Linked DNA regions of Mus musculus: region 1 is linked to region 2. Evidence: chromatin contacts called from public HiChIP or PLAC-seq data. All regions are on one chromosome and are shown on one strand. The core of a region is the stretch at or near the end of the contact, and the rest is flanking DNA. Distances in the headings are between cores, read along the strand shown. Region 1 overlaps Pex14 (peroxisomal biogenesis factor 14). Region 2 has its middle 13 kb from the start of Gm42350.

What was found. HiChIP or PLAC-seq counts read pairs in DNA pulled down with a chosen protein or histone mark.
Region 1: an H3K4me3 HiChIP or PLAC-seq map of craniofacial prominence shows a contact between it and region 2, with 4 times the contacts expected there. The contact joins two enhancer-like sites. A contact is called at or near these places in 2 of 484 Hi-C or Micro-C datasets (CD4 T cells and the N1E-115 cell line), 15 of 115 datasets of contacts at active chromatin or transcription factors (the NIH/3T3 cell line, cardiomyocytes, craniofacial prominence and 11 more) and 1 of 9 other capture datasets (embryonic stem cells).

Annotation. Positions count from the first base shown.
Region 1 is chr4:149,044,934-149,051,809 of GRCm38.p6, reverse strand. All of the region lies in intron 2 of Pex14 (peroxisomal biogenesis factor 14), which reads left to right. Among named protein-coding and RNA genes, the nearest start is that of Gm42351, 38 kb to the right of the region's middle. Within about 2 kb of position 4,214, at least 78 of the 459 cell types and tissues checked have an H3K27ac peak or open chromatin away from gene starts, as enhancers often do. A contact at or near this core is called in the N1E-115 cell line and craniofacial prominence, where this site is marked.
Region 2 is chr4:148,767,810-148,775,259 of GRCm38.p6, reverse strand. No RefSeq gene overlaps it. Among named protein-coding and RNA genes, the nearest start is that of Gm42350, 13 kb to the left of the region's middle. Within about 2 kb of position 3,534, at least 46 of the 459 cell types and tissues checked have an H3K27ac peak or open chromatin away from gene starts, as enhancers often do. A contact at or near this core is called in the N1E-115 cell line and craniofacial prominence, where this site is marked.

The DNA of each region.
Region 1 (6,876 bases), core at 2,965-5,464, 280 kb before region 2:
GCTCTGGAGCTTACACAGATGTGCCTACCTCTTCCCTCCCAAGTTCTGGGACTAAAGGCTGGTGCCACCACACACTACTGTTGCCACCTCTCCCTCAGCCACTGCTCCTCCTCTTCTCCCTCCCTCCCCCTTCCCCTCCCCTTCCCCCTTCCCATATGTGTATATCTCTTAATAGCGGGAGTTGTTTTTGTTTTGTTTTTAAGATTTATTTATTTTATGTATGTAAGTACACTGTAGCTGTCTTCAGACACACCAGAAGAGGGCATCAGATCCCATTAAGATGGTTGTGAGCCATCATGTGGTTGCTGGGAATTGAACTCAGGACCTCTGGTAGAGCGATCGGTAGTATAGCTGGAGTTGTTAATAACAGCAGTGTTGAAGATCTCTAGTGAGAGGTTGCTGGACCGGTTCAAGCCCTGAGAACTGTTACCCTGTGTGATGGACTTCCTTGCTGAGCTTAAGATTTCTAAATTGAAGTTTATTAGAAAATCTGCTTGAGGTGTTATGTGTGTGTGTGAGTGTATGTGTGTTGTTTTGTTTTAAATAGTTTGCACCTTCATAGTAAAAAGGGCCCCTGGCACAGGTCAGACAGTGGGTGTGAGAACCACGTGTGCCTTCCTTACTTCAGTACCTTTAACTTGCGAACATCAGAGGTCCCTCTGTGTTGGACAGTTTGGATGGGACACTTAGGAAGTTGTCTACAGACATGGGACTTGTGTTAGGGACTGTATTATTAGCATGTATGACCTGGCCATGAACTTGTTTCATGGGATATGTGGGACATCTGATGTCTGCTGCCCCATCCCGGCAGAGAGAGTCGGTTCCAATAGAGAACCCATTTCTGCCTGCTGTCTTGGCCTGGGTGTGCTGAGGGAACAATTCCCTCCCAGAGGAGCTGCTCACAGCTCGCCATCCGAGTAGTGCATTTCCAATTCCTATGTTGTACTCTGGTTTGAAAATCCTCGAGCCGGCCAGCATTCTCTGCCGTGAACCACACTCTGCGTGCAGAGTCACACTGCTGCTTTACTCTGCAGAGGGCCAGGAAGTGCTCTAGAGCGACAGCAGGAGTCAGGACTTGGTTGTCTGGTGTCGGCCACAGGTCTGCTGCTTGGTGGAGCTGCAGGTGATCTTTAGCTGTCCAAATCTGCCATTTCTAACTTTTGCTATCTTTAATTAACTAATTAATTTTCTTTAACATGTATGAGTGTTTTGTCTGCATGTTTGTCTATGTACTACTTGTGTGCCTGGTGCCTGCAGATGCCAAAAGAGGGTTGGATCCCCCAGGAATTGGAGTTATAGACAGTTGTGAGCCTATCTATGAGTGCTGGGAATGGAATCCAGTCCTCTTAACTGCTGAGCCATCCATCCATCTCTCTAGCCCCAGATTCTTGGAACTTAAGCTATTTGTAGGCTGTGGCAGCTCCTTTCTGTATTCAAACCTTAGTTGTCGATGCTTTAGTCCCTTTCCCCCTTAGCTATCTGTCCGAGGTACCAGTTAATGACTCCTCAGAAGGTTTTAGCTTATACAGATATTTCAGCACACTCCTGCAGTCTCAGCATCTTGGCAGGCCGAGGCAGGAGGCTATGAATTCTGAGCCTGCCAGTGCATGTAATGGAGACAACATTTCCCGATGCCGACATTCTCTCCCGTGGAACACACAAGCCCATCTTGCCCTGTGATCAGCAGGTGTCAAGCCCTCCAGAGGGAGTGCTTCACATGCCACCTGGTAGTCATTTATTTTGTGTCCAGCCCCAGTGATGACTTAATCCTTAAGGTTGCCACTTTCAGGGACACAACCTTTCTTTGTTCCTGTCACAGCTTAGTCATGCATGACAAGAGAGAACTTGGCCCAGACTTGAGAAGTGGGAGCTGCAGTAGTTCTCTATGAGCCAAGCTCTTGAGCTCCTGAGCGGAGCAGTAATTGGGAAAGCATAACATTTAGCGAGCAGCAGAGAGAAGGAACCCAGGTATCATCAGGAAGGTCCTGGGGCCGGCCTGCTGCATAGCTTTAGTGCTGGTCTCCAGCTCGCCGCTCTCCTTAGGAGCATCAGCACCGTGGACACTGAGTCATTACATTCCTTTGCAGTGATTCAACTCAGCAGCTTGACACCTTCATTAATTTTACAACACAAAGCCTGGGTGTTTTCTGCTTCCTCTTTAGCAGTGCAGGGAGTTAGAGGGGCTGCGGACAAGAGCAGCAAGGAGCTATGGAGAGATGCTGCTCTGGGCTTTGAGTGCCTTGCTCTTGTTGGTGCTTCCCGGGATCAAGTCTCCGACTCTTGCTACCACTCAGTTCTGGCGCGTAAACCTTTTATTTCTGTTCCTGGCATGCTAGCTCACCGACCTCCGGCTCAGAGCCAGCTCGTTTGCCTTCTCTGCTGAGGTCACTGCTACCGTGATCCGTGTATAATGGCATTTCCCTCCTCTTTTCAGTATGGAGGCTATTACAGTTTCCTCTCTAAACAGGACTTCAAACAATCCGCTGCCAGTCGGATTTCAAAGCCAAGGAAAAGGCAAATGTCATCCTTTTTTTCTCCCCTCTTTGGGTAACTGCTTTGTTGGCTGCATCAGAAATTAGAGGGGTTGCTGTGGAAATTCAGGTGGGGATGTGTGGGGACAAGGCATTTAAATTTGCTTTTCTTTCTGCCTAAAGGAGAAAATCCTTTTCCTTCTCAACCTTTCCTAAAAAGGAACTTTGATCTTCTCAGCCCAGAGGCCGGGGTTTTCATTTCCTCTATAGCCGGCTGGCGTGTTCCGCTCCTTCTGCAGTGAGGGCACTCAGTGGTGTGCAGCATCTGCAGCCCTGCCCCGCGGCTCGCCTGCCCCAGGCTCCAGCTGCCTCTGTGCAGTAAGTTGGCCCAGAGTCCTCTGCTGAGCAGGAAAATCTCTCCCAAGTCACCTGGTCCCTGAGACCACTGTCACTTGGTACTAAGTAGTGTGGGTGGTTTAAGATAGTTTACCGCCACATTCCTCTCTGGAAGAACTATTCCCATAAAACAACAAAACACTGGCATGTGACGGGGAGTCACTCTCGCAGTATTTTTAACTAGGGCCAAGGGGGGGGAAAATGTGAATGACAGAGAGATTTCACTTTGAAAGGTAGTTTTTGCACATGCAAAGTTGCCACTTTTCATAGAGGCTTTTACTTCATTTATCAATGTTTTAAGAGAGGCTGGGGTCAATAATGCATGCTTTAGACTCCCCTAAATACAGATTTACACAATAGCCCCTAAAATATATTATGTTGAATCACGTCAACTCCTCTCTGCTGCTGTTGCTGCTGCTGCTGCTTCTTTTTTTTTGTTTTTTGTTTTTTTGTTTTTTTTTTGTTGTTTTTTTGTTTTTGTTTTTCGAGACAATGTGTCTCTGTGTAGCCCTGGCTGTCCTGGAACTCACTCTGTAGACCAGGCTGGCCTCGAACTCAGAAATCTGTCTGCCTCCCAAGTGCTGGGATTAAAGGCATGTGCCACCACGCCCAGCTTTCCTCTGTGCTTCTACAGAGGTGTTTTATTCTTTAATGTGAAAAACAAAAGGAGCAAGGAAAAGAAAACAAAGGAAATTAGGGCTCACATGCATACATAATCACTACAGGGCTGGAACCCATCTCAGCAATAGGAAGGGCACAGTGACCACAACCAGGAGATCCCAGCTGAAAGGGAGAGCCCTTCCTTTGACTCTTTGAGCACCAGGGCACTTGATGATATCCATCCCTTCCTAAGTTCAGTTAACTGTCTTTAGTTCGTGAACTTCAGGGTTTTGTGGATAGACTTTCCTTTCTTTTATTTCCTTTTTACACGTTTAATATAAATTAAATATAAATGTGTGCACCCATGCTTGCATGTGCACGCTTGTGTGCTAATTTGTAGATAAATGGGCTAAAATGTACCTCTCGATTTTGTACCCCTTAGAGAAGGAGAAAGAATTAAAAAAAAAAGTCCTAAAACCCTGTCACTGTCATCTGTTCATTTTTAATGAGCAATTTTTTAAATAAAAGAGGAAAATGAATAGGTGTTGAACCAGCCCGTGATATGTAAATGCCAACTAGTAATTACCTAAAACCTCAATTTTCATTCTGTTTCATCTTGCAAAACATTTCATTTTCCCAGAGTGAAAACACTTAATTTGGGCTGTGTGAGTTAGCCACCTCTGTTAGCTGTGTGAGCGGCCACCTCTGGCCTGCGTCGCCACTGGCTCCTGCTAGGGGGCACTTTGGCTCTGTGCTTGGCTTCCTGACTGCATGTCCACCTCAAGGTTATTCCCCTCTTGCCATTCCAGTGGTTTTGCTCTGAGAGTGCGGTGGCGCCCCTCCCCCTCCCTCGTCTGGTTTCGGGGAGCCTGTTCCTCCTCGTCCTTGCAGCAAATCGTATTGAATTTTGGCTGACCGAGCCTTCCTCTGCATATTAACTTTCCCTCCTGTACCTGGCTGTGAGACCCTTGGCTTTTCTGCATTGAATTTCACACCCGGGGAAGCAGCTCTCTGGAAGATCCCTTTTTTCCTTTTAACTTCCCGATACATTGTTTCTATTTTTCTGTTTATTGCTGTGGTTCCTCGTGGAAATTGAAGTTCCCACACGTTGGCTCTGTTGGTGCACCTGCTGTCTGTTCCCACATTCCCTTTCTTTTGCAGGCTCACAGACTTTGCTTCTGCTTTGACTTGAGGTGTGTCATCTTTTAGATGTGTTCCTACAGTGTCTTGGAATGTGACTTGCGTTTGCCCCTGCTTCCTTCCCTTCCTAGCCTGTGTCCTAACTGAAAGAGTGAAGAATTGAGAAAGAATAGAGAGCCAAACACTGTGAACTATAGATCAGAGATGCAGAAAACCAGAATTATGTTGTCCTAGGACCCTGGATCTGAGTGTGCGTTGCCTAGAATCTCAAGGCACACAGCCTCTTTAGTGAGATATATGGCTTCATAATTAGCCCGTTGCATTTTTTCACGAGTGCTAGCATCAGCGTTCTCCGATGTGTTTCTCTGATTAACAGCTGCTTTGCAACTATTTCCTTGTGCCACGGATGACCGTATTTGTCAAGGAACTCCTGACAGAGTACTGATTTCTTACTAAAACGCAACATTTCTGCTTCACGAAGGCTCTCTCCTCAGCACTGCCCGGCTTTTAAAGTCAGCCCTTGTTAAAACTGGAGCTGGCTCTGCTCTAGCGCCTGTTACCATGATCCTGGGTGTCTGCCTTAGAGCTGGATCGAGGAGCCTTTCACAGGCAATTTAATCTTGTGAGCAGTGTGGGAGCAATGGGGCACTGGAGTGGAGTTTCAGGCCTGTGTGCTGGTCATTTCCCCCTGCCCTCTAGGTGCCATCTCTCTGGGTTAAAAAGGACGTGGCTTAAGGGTTGCTAAGGTCATTAATTTTTGAATATTTTTTAATATTTTAAGCTGGCTAATGAATGCTCACATTTTAGGAGATAGATGTGTGCGTAGTACACAGAGGTGCTGGAGTTGGTGGCATTCCAAATAAGTGTCACCAGAGAGAGTGCATCAGGGCTTACATGTCAGGTGCAGAGTGCCTGAGACTCCCTCAGTCCCTGAGTTTGTTGTTAGGCAGGCTCTGTCTCCTGTCCCCCTCACGAAGAAAATAACCTGTGTTCTGAAGATTACAGCGGATGGGTCTTTAGTGGGAGAATGGCAGACACGTAGGAAGTGTCTCCTCAGTGAAGGTTATCTGGATCCTGGCTCCTCCCCCAGGCTTTACTTACCCTGCACCCTGCTCAGAGTATCAGTATCACATAGCAGCAGCACCAGAGCGCATGGCGTGGTCACAGATCCTGGTCTCACAGACAGATCCTGCTCAGGGGGCCAGTCACCTTTAATCCAGAGGTGCTTTACAGCCTGAAACCTCCCCCACTTCCTCTCTCAGTGATTGTCACAGGCTCCACCCTAACCAAAGACTGCAGAGAGGAGAGTCTGTCTGTCTGTCTGTCCTTGTCACTTTAAAGGATAAGCAGTAAAATGACAAACTTTCCTAAAACCCTGGAGTTGGTGGGTGGCAGAGTTCCTTTGTTTTGCCTTTTGGGACAATGGGGGAAATGAGAAACTTTGCTTCTGATTGTTTTCAGAGTTCATCTTGAATTTTAAAAATCAAACTAGCTACTGCTAATTTGAGGTGCACTCATTAAGAACTCAGTCAGTCTAAGAGTTGGGGACTGGACTCCACAGCAAGCGGCCCAGCAATGGCATCAGGAGTGTTGTGCCTGGCTTCTCCGTGGCTCCCGCACTCCCACAGCATGTGCAGTAAAGTTCCCAGCTCCGTTTTACATCTTTGACATTGAGACGAAGATTTGGCCTGAATTTATGTAATTTAGTTGGGCACAAATATAACCCATGAATAGTCACATTCATCCTCTAATTAGAAAATCAAATGATAACCCAGGATAGGCCACAAACTCATTGAGTCCAACCAAAGCACGCTGTGTGTGTTGGACCTTTGAGAGGGAAGTCAGTTGAACTGTCCATGAAGTTAATGAAAAGTGCCCGACAGGAGACCCAGACTGAGCACCTGGACAGTTAGTGTAGTGGGGAAGACCTTTGCATTATGGGTAAGGAGTTTTGGGATATCTTTTACCATCAACACATGAATCACAGGGCTATAAAATTCTAGATCAGACAAAGTTCTTTACCACCCTCCCCGCCCCCACCCTGTCAGTGTGCTAGTGTTTTGTGTGTGTGTGTGGGGGGGGAGTGAAGAGTGGTTGGAGAAATAATTAGAGAAAGGAGGAGAGAGGTTTGTGTGCTCACACTTACACATAGCTGTGTAGCTGGGTATCTTATTCAGCACATTACGTTGAGGCTATTAGTTTGGGTGCTTTATATTTTTGCATCTGGTGTAGTGATATCGATGCTGTTAAATATGTGATTTGCCTGTCG
Region 2 (7,450 bases), core at 2,285-4,784:
GGGGATAATAATAGTAACAGTCAGCCTGGCAAATGGATTAAATGTAATATGTGCAAAGTGGCTGGTAATTGGTCAGCCTTCAATTAGTGGCAGCTATGACTCTTGTCAATGAGCAGAGAAGAAGACAGAAAGCCTAGGCAGAGGACCTTGTTTAGCACAGGAGAGATCTGGGGCTGAGTAGGAAGGTCAGGTGTCACACCCAAGGAGGAGGGAGAGGGGGATGGGGCAGGAAGAGGAAGGGAAGGGGAAGGTACTGGGAAGATGGCAGAGATAAATATATGTCATGATCTTGCCCCATCTGGGTCACTGCTGCACCCTGGGAGCAATGACTCAGCTGCGAAGAAAAGTCCTCCACCCAGAGACTGGTCCCACAGGCCGTGTATGGCACAGGCCCACGGGCATGGCCAGCACATGCCAGGGAGGTTATGGAACGATGCCCGGGGTCACCCATCTACCCCAGGGCTGTCTTCACACCCCAGTCTGGGATGAGGACCCAGAGCCAGTCAGCTGACTCCCCTGAGGTAGGAGAGGCCCAGAGGGATGGAGACCTAGCAAGGCCTTAGAGAAGTTGAAGGTCACAAGATCCCAACATAATAAAACTGGGAAACCCAGCACCTGCCTCTCGCCACAGGTGCCCAGTCTACTCCTAGCCTACAGCATGAGCCTCGGACCTTATTATCCCCTCCAGAGACTTCTATGGGCCTAGGTGGACCCTGGTGTACTCAGAGAGGCTTTCCAGAGATTTTTGGGTCTCAGAGGTTGAGGTTGATTCTTATAGGCCTCACTCTCTGGAATGACAAACGGATGACAAACGGATCCATCTGTCCGTATGCCCCAGGGATTCACCTCAGCCCTGAACCTTCCAGATAAATTCCCTTTCTCTTCGCCTTCACTGTGACTCCCCCGAAAATCAGAAACTCTCTGCCTCTCCCAAGCCCCCCCACCCCCCCCCATGCTGGCTCAGTATGCTGTCTAAGCCGCTCATCTCCATCCAAGCCCTGGGTTAGCAGCTTTGCTTCTGGAGGCTTCTTCTCCCTCCCCTTTCCTCTTCCCTTCCCTTCCCCCAACCCTCCTGTGCCTTCTTTCTCTATGAGTGTGTATGTGCTCATGTGTAGGTATCACCTTGCTTGCTTCTCCCTGGGATTTATCACCGTGTGTGATGAGCCAGGCTGAAATCTTCCAAAGAACAATGACCGTGTGTGTTATCAGTGACCCCTCCTCCACCGCAGAATTGTGACCACAGCACAGAGGCAGGACATTTCCACAAACCCTTAGCACCACACATCAGAAGGCCCCCAGCAACCTCAAGGTAGGCAGAGACCCACATAGAAGGGGAATAGCCCATCTAAGCCCTGGGTTAGAAGGACTTCACTCTAGAAGAGGACGCTCAGGAGGGCCTTCCCCATCTCCTGGCATCTGCAAGATGAATTCATATGTAGACACCTACATTGCCTGCTCTGCTCTGAGTACCATGGGTCAGGCCCACCACAGGGTGGGAAAGCCATCTCTTTCTGGGCACGGTACTCAGGGCCTTTCCCAACCCAGCCCAACTGCTTTTTGTATCAGAAATAAACACATGTTAATAAAAGGTGATGATGCCAGGTGACGGGCGCTGCACGCCCACTGTGTGAGGTCATCTCCCATAGACTGTTACCTCATCTAGCCCCGGCTTGATTGACATGTTCATCCTCAGTTTAAGGTCGGTGACAAAAAAAACTAATATGTCTTAGGATGGAGCCGAGACCTGGGCCCAGGTGACTCTCCTTCTAGGCAAACTCTAATCTTAGAGGACCTTGGCAGCTCTCTCCCTGAGGTCCCTGAGCCAACGCCAATTTACCCTTTCAGATTCTCCCAAACGTTTTCTCAGTGATGGCTGTCATCTGGTAGAGGGCTTGCCTAATATGCCCCACACGAACTGGGCATGGCAGCTCCCCCTGTAATCCCAGCCCTGGGAAGACAGAAGCAGGAGGACCAGGAGTCTGAGATCATCCACAGCCACATGTTTGAGGCCAGCCTGGCCCATATACAGCTCTGTCTCAACGGGGAGAGATAAATGGCTAAAAGGTGTCTGCTGCACAAACCTAACAACCTGAGTTCGAATCCCTGAGATTTTTGCAGAATCTGGACACTATGGTGCATGTCTGTAACTCCAGCAATCCTTCAGTGAGGCTAGAGACAGGGGTTGACGAATTCCCCCAAAAGCTAGCAGGCCAGTGAGCCTGGGGCACCCAGCTGCGCTGGTTAGTTTTTATGTAACCATAGAGTCACCTTGGAAGAGGGAAGCTCAATTGAGGAACTTCCCAGATCAGATGGGCCTGTGGCCACTGCTGTGAAAGAGTATCTTGACTTATGACTGATGGGGAAGGGCCAAGCCCACTGTGGGTGGCACCATCCCCAGGCAGGTGGGTCTGGGTTGTGTAAGAAAGCTAACTGGGTACAAGCCAGATAACCGGCCAGGACACAGCACTTCCTGGACTCTGCTTCAGTTCCTGCGTGAGCTCGCTGACTTCTCTCGGTGATGGACTGTGACCTGGAAGTACAAGCTGAAGCAAGCCCTCTCCAGAGCTCTTTATCACAGCAACAGTGATAAAGCAAACGCCAGTGCAGCAGAGAGACCCTGCCTGCCTCAAAAGCAAAGGTGGACTGGGCAGTGGTGGCACACACCTTTAATACCAGTACTCAGGAGCCAGAGGCAGGTGGATTTCTGAGTTCGAGGCCAGCCTGGTCTACAGAGTGAGTTCCAGGACAGCCAGGGCTACAAATAGAAACCCTGTCTTAAAAAAAAAAAAAAAAAGCAAAGCAAAGGTGGAAAGCTGGCAGAGACGTTCTGCCTAACCACTTAGTTCAGTTCCCAGAACTCATATGGGTGAGAGGACTCCCAAAAGTTGTTCTGTGACCTAAAAAGATGTCACAGCATGCACATACTTGAACACACACACACACACTAAAAATTTAAAAGCCATAAAGGACCCAAGGTTATCACTGCATCATTCATTCATTCAACTCATTCATTCATTCTTTCACATGCCTTTGCTGAGCACCCACTATGCTGAGTACTGTCTTCTGTTATCCTCCAGGGGTCCCTAAGTCCCAGTGACCCCCGAGAGATGGAAGCTGGGTCAGGGAAAGAGGGGGCGCTCCACCTAGTATCGTGCATCTCCACTCCCTCTGATCAGTCATGCTTCCTAATTCAATAAGGTGAGAAGGAGTATAATTTGATCATATTTGTTTTGCACCACTGCAAAAACAGAAAATGAAGGGCTGCACAGCCGCGCCGATTTACTTCATCCGACCTTGATTAAAAGAAAATTAATTGTCGCATCTCTCAGGATATCACAGGCAGCAGCCAATGGCTCTCCAGGACACCACAAAGAGAGAGAAAGAGCGGCGCTTCGTGCCCTTTTCTCTAGCCATTTGCAGTCAGGCACAGGGGAGCTAGGACTGGGGGGCGAGGCTTATTGCAGGTTGTTGAGACCGGAACCGGACCCCTGAACTCATCCTTTCCTCTCTCACTAGCTCTGGACTGCATCCACTCCCACCTGCTGCCCGGCGCTGGTACTCCACCCCCAGAGCCCTCCACGGAAGCTCCCCCAAACCCTTAGAGCTCCCTCTTCCCTAAGACTGGCAGGTGTCCCACAAAGAAACCCCAAGAAGACACTCTCAAAGAATCAGGACCCCTCCAGCTGCGTCCTCACTCTTTCAGCCCAGCCTGGCTCCTGAGAGAAATAGGGAAGGAGGGGGCTTGGCGCTGCCCGGGGTGAGCCGGGGCGGGGTGTCACTGGGGAGAGAGCTCATGAAAAGTTAATGCCCCCTTGCAGGTTGTTGATTTTTGTTTGTTTTTCTCTTTTTGCCAGAAGAGAAGCCTCTTTCATTAGCCCAGACTGTCATTACCCGGCATTAAATTTTCATAGAGCGGGGCGGGAGGCCGGGCAAGGGGAGGCAGGCAGGGGGGCAGCCAGGGCTCTGGGCGGGCCTGTGGGGCTGAGCCCAGCTCCCCGAGGTCCCTGCCTGCATACTGCAAGTCTGAATTGTAGTAACTGCTTTTCCCCATCGCTCAGTGTGGCTTTTGATCTTCCAGCTGCTCATTTTGGTGGCTTCTTCTCTTATTCCCATTTTACAGTCAAGAAATTGAGGGTGCACCCCCTCCCTCTATCGGGGCTGAAATCGTAAGTGGAAGAGGGGACAAAGCGTCCCCCTTCATTCTGGCAAACGGAGATACAAACTGTGATTGGGGTACTTAACCCCCCCCCCCCACACACACACACCGTGAGAGCACGAGGGACCTGGAACTCCTTAGCCCAACTCCAGGAGGCTGGTAGGCAGTTCTGCTCAGCCAGGCTAGGATCGCCATGCTTGTGGGCCCTGCGACCCGCCAGGCAGGTGTCAAGACCATCACAATGGTGCACCTGGTGTGGGCACCAGGCCTGCCCATTCAGCAGGGAACAATCACGGCTAGGCTGCCTCTGGCACAGAGGCCTCCAGGGGCTGTGAACCGAGGGCAGTGAGCAGATGGGCCTCCGGGTGTCAGGTTTCCAGTCTAGGGTAGGGAGCAGGATCTCTAGAGGGGCAGAGGGGAACAGCCAGGCTTCTCCCAGGCCCGCGGCCCCTCCCCTCCCTGCCTCTGGTCCCAGAGTAGGTGGGCATACTGACTGCCTACCACCTCCTAGAGAGGGACACAGAACCTAGCTGGGACTGAGGTTGCCAGGGGGAGATGCCTGTGTGCTTCTCAGCTGGGGGATCATACAAAGGCTGGACTCTATAGCCATCCGGGTTCCAACTACTCCCGAGAACTCTCTGTTTGTCCCCTCCCACGCCCCCCCCCCCCGCCGCTGTAGTCAAAGGGGGCTACAGCTTGAGAAAAGTGGGCAGTCTCAGAAGAGACCAAGCATGCCAGGCAGAGGGGCCAACAGGTAGGTGGTAAAGAGTCCTGCCTTGTGGGTGCTGCTGTTGGGACTAGAATGAGGTGGTACACTCAGCATAGGGTGTTCACACTGCCCACATGTCATTCGAGTGGGTTTCCAGTAGCCTCTGGGAATACCACTTTACAGTGAGAAGTTCTGCCTTGTGACAGTTCTGCCCTCCTGTCCTGGGAACCTTCTGGGTGCCTTCTAGGGGGCTGTTGGGTGTCTATTTCCTTCACCCTGACAGTAGTTTATCCTTCATCAGAAAGTAGGGCAGAGACACTGGAGAAGGAACATGTCCCCTCACCAGCTATGCTCTGCCCAGCTGAGTCCTACTAACTCTGACCTTGACCTCAAAGCACCAGGGATCTGTGGGGTTGGAAATGGGAGACCTGAGAATGGATGGGAGAGAGTCCTAGCCGCTTGTGTTACAGAGAGGAAACTGAGGCCCGGAGAAGGTTATATCATCCCTGACCCGAGTGTTTGCAGCCATGCAGTGGGAATGGGGCCCAAATGAGCGTAGAGAGCCAATCACTGCCCTGTCAAGGACAGAGGTGGTGATGAAGTCCTTGTGTCCACACTCCCAGACCAAGGCCTAAGAACACAGTCACAGAGATTATGTTGGAAGTCTGTGTGGGAACTTCCTAATGTCCAGCACACCCCGCAACACACCCCACTCCACCCCCTGCCGATGGAAAGCAGTTCTCAGGAGTGTGTGAGGGAGCCCATGGTATCTTGTTTAGAGGAAAAGAACGTGAGGCTTGCTGGAAAGGGTGGCTGTTCACTTCCACGCCACTGCTGTAACTGCATATTGGGGGCGATGAGATATCACGTAGCCTGGGACCTGTGGGTCCTGCACGATATCTGGGTTCAAGCGCAGGCTTTGTCTCTTCCTAGAGCACCACCCCAGGCATTTGAATTATTGCCCATGCCTGAGTTCAGTCATCTATAAATAGGAAGAGTAATGACCAAAGGCCTGACTTCATGGAGTTGGTAGGAAGACTTGGCAAGACTGTCCTAAAGGCCTCTCCACCTGGCATGGGAGAGGGGCCCAAGGTCGTCGTTCTCGTCGTTGTCGTGTGGGCAAATACAATTAATAGTGTTTGGTGACCCTCACGGGAACATGTCATCTGCAGGAAGAGTCATGGGAAACGGCTGGGGAGGCAAAGAGTTTATACAAGTAGTGTAGAGGAGGTAAGATTTGAACTCAAGCCCACCTCATTGCTGAGGGTTTTGAAGCCTCTACGACACACTGGAGAGTAAACAGTGATAGAATAACCAGGCAGCTCCCAGACCCCTCCAGGGTCCAACAGGCTCTGAGAACCTCCCCACGGGTGGGCTGGGAGCCTAACGATGTCCAGCTCACTCTGCTGTGGGTATGGCCGTGGATGATGGGTAAGGGAATTCCTGCTCCCAGCCTGACTAGGTCCCCTCCCTTCCTTCCCCAGCACAGCGTGGCACTGTGGTATGCTCATTCTAGGAACAAAGGCAACCCGGGCACATCCCCACTTCCTGGCGGTGTTGATTATCTAATTCACTACCCCTCAATTACTGCTTCCTGAGGGAGGCATTATCCCAAAGCACCTCCCGCCCAGCCCAGAGGCTGGCACGGCTGCTTGTGGTGCGCCACCCCCACCCCCCCCCAATCAGGAAAACCCACAGCAAACTAGCCCAGAGTCTGACCGCCAGTCCCCCTGGGCAGCCTTCTGAAAGAGGACTGGATGATACACAAGTGCACAGTCAGGGATAAGTGTGCACAGGCATGTCTCCTGTGAGGATGTACAGAGTAACAATTGTAAGGTCACTTGTGTATATGAACGAATGTACAAATTTGAGGGTACAGATGTATATGTGCGTGTAAGAATGAGTGTGCGCCGTGCTGAAGCGTGTACAACGAGTGTTCAAGTATATGAGTAGGTCAGGAATGCAAATGATTGTGTCAAAGTTTGTGCAAGTAATGGATAGGTATGTGATCATTCCTGTATGCATGAGTGTGTGTTGGGCTGAACATGAGTGTGAGAGTGTGGCTCAGTGAGTGTAGACAGAACTAGCTGAGACTAGGACAGGTGAAGGAGGCTCCCCTGGCTCCCAAGCACGAAAGCCCAAGGGGGGCTGTTAGCTCATAGAGGGCTTGGGGACCGAAGATGTCCTGTCCGTGCTAGACTCAAAGCTCCCCTCCTTCCTCTCAAAGGGAAAAAGATCACCAGGGCAGGTGGTCCTGGCTGGTTGCAGATGCAAAAAGACTCCGTGCTTATTTGCATCTTCATTTGCATATATTTCCATAGGGCCTACTGATTGGTTATTTGAAAGCCTCCCAAGAACCTGTCTGTTTGCAATGGTTTTGCCTGGAAAAAAAAAAGTTGCTGATTGGGCTCTGCTTTACCGAAGGCCGAGAAGAGCCTCCTCCAAGGGCCGATTCTAACTGGGAAGCAGGCCCTTGGACAGTGCTCCCTGGTACAGAACAAGAAACAGTTCTGTTGTGTCACCTGACCTCAAGAATGTGTGCATTGCCTTCTGCCAATTATGAACAAGGTGTGAGGAGAGGACAG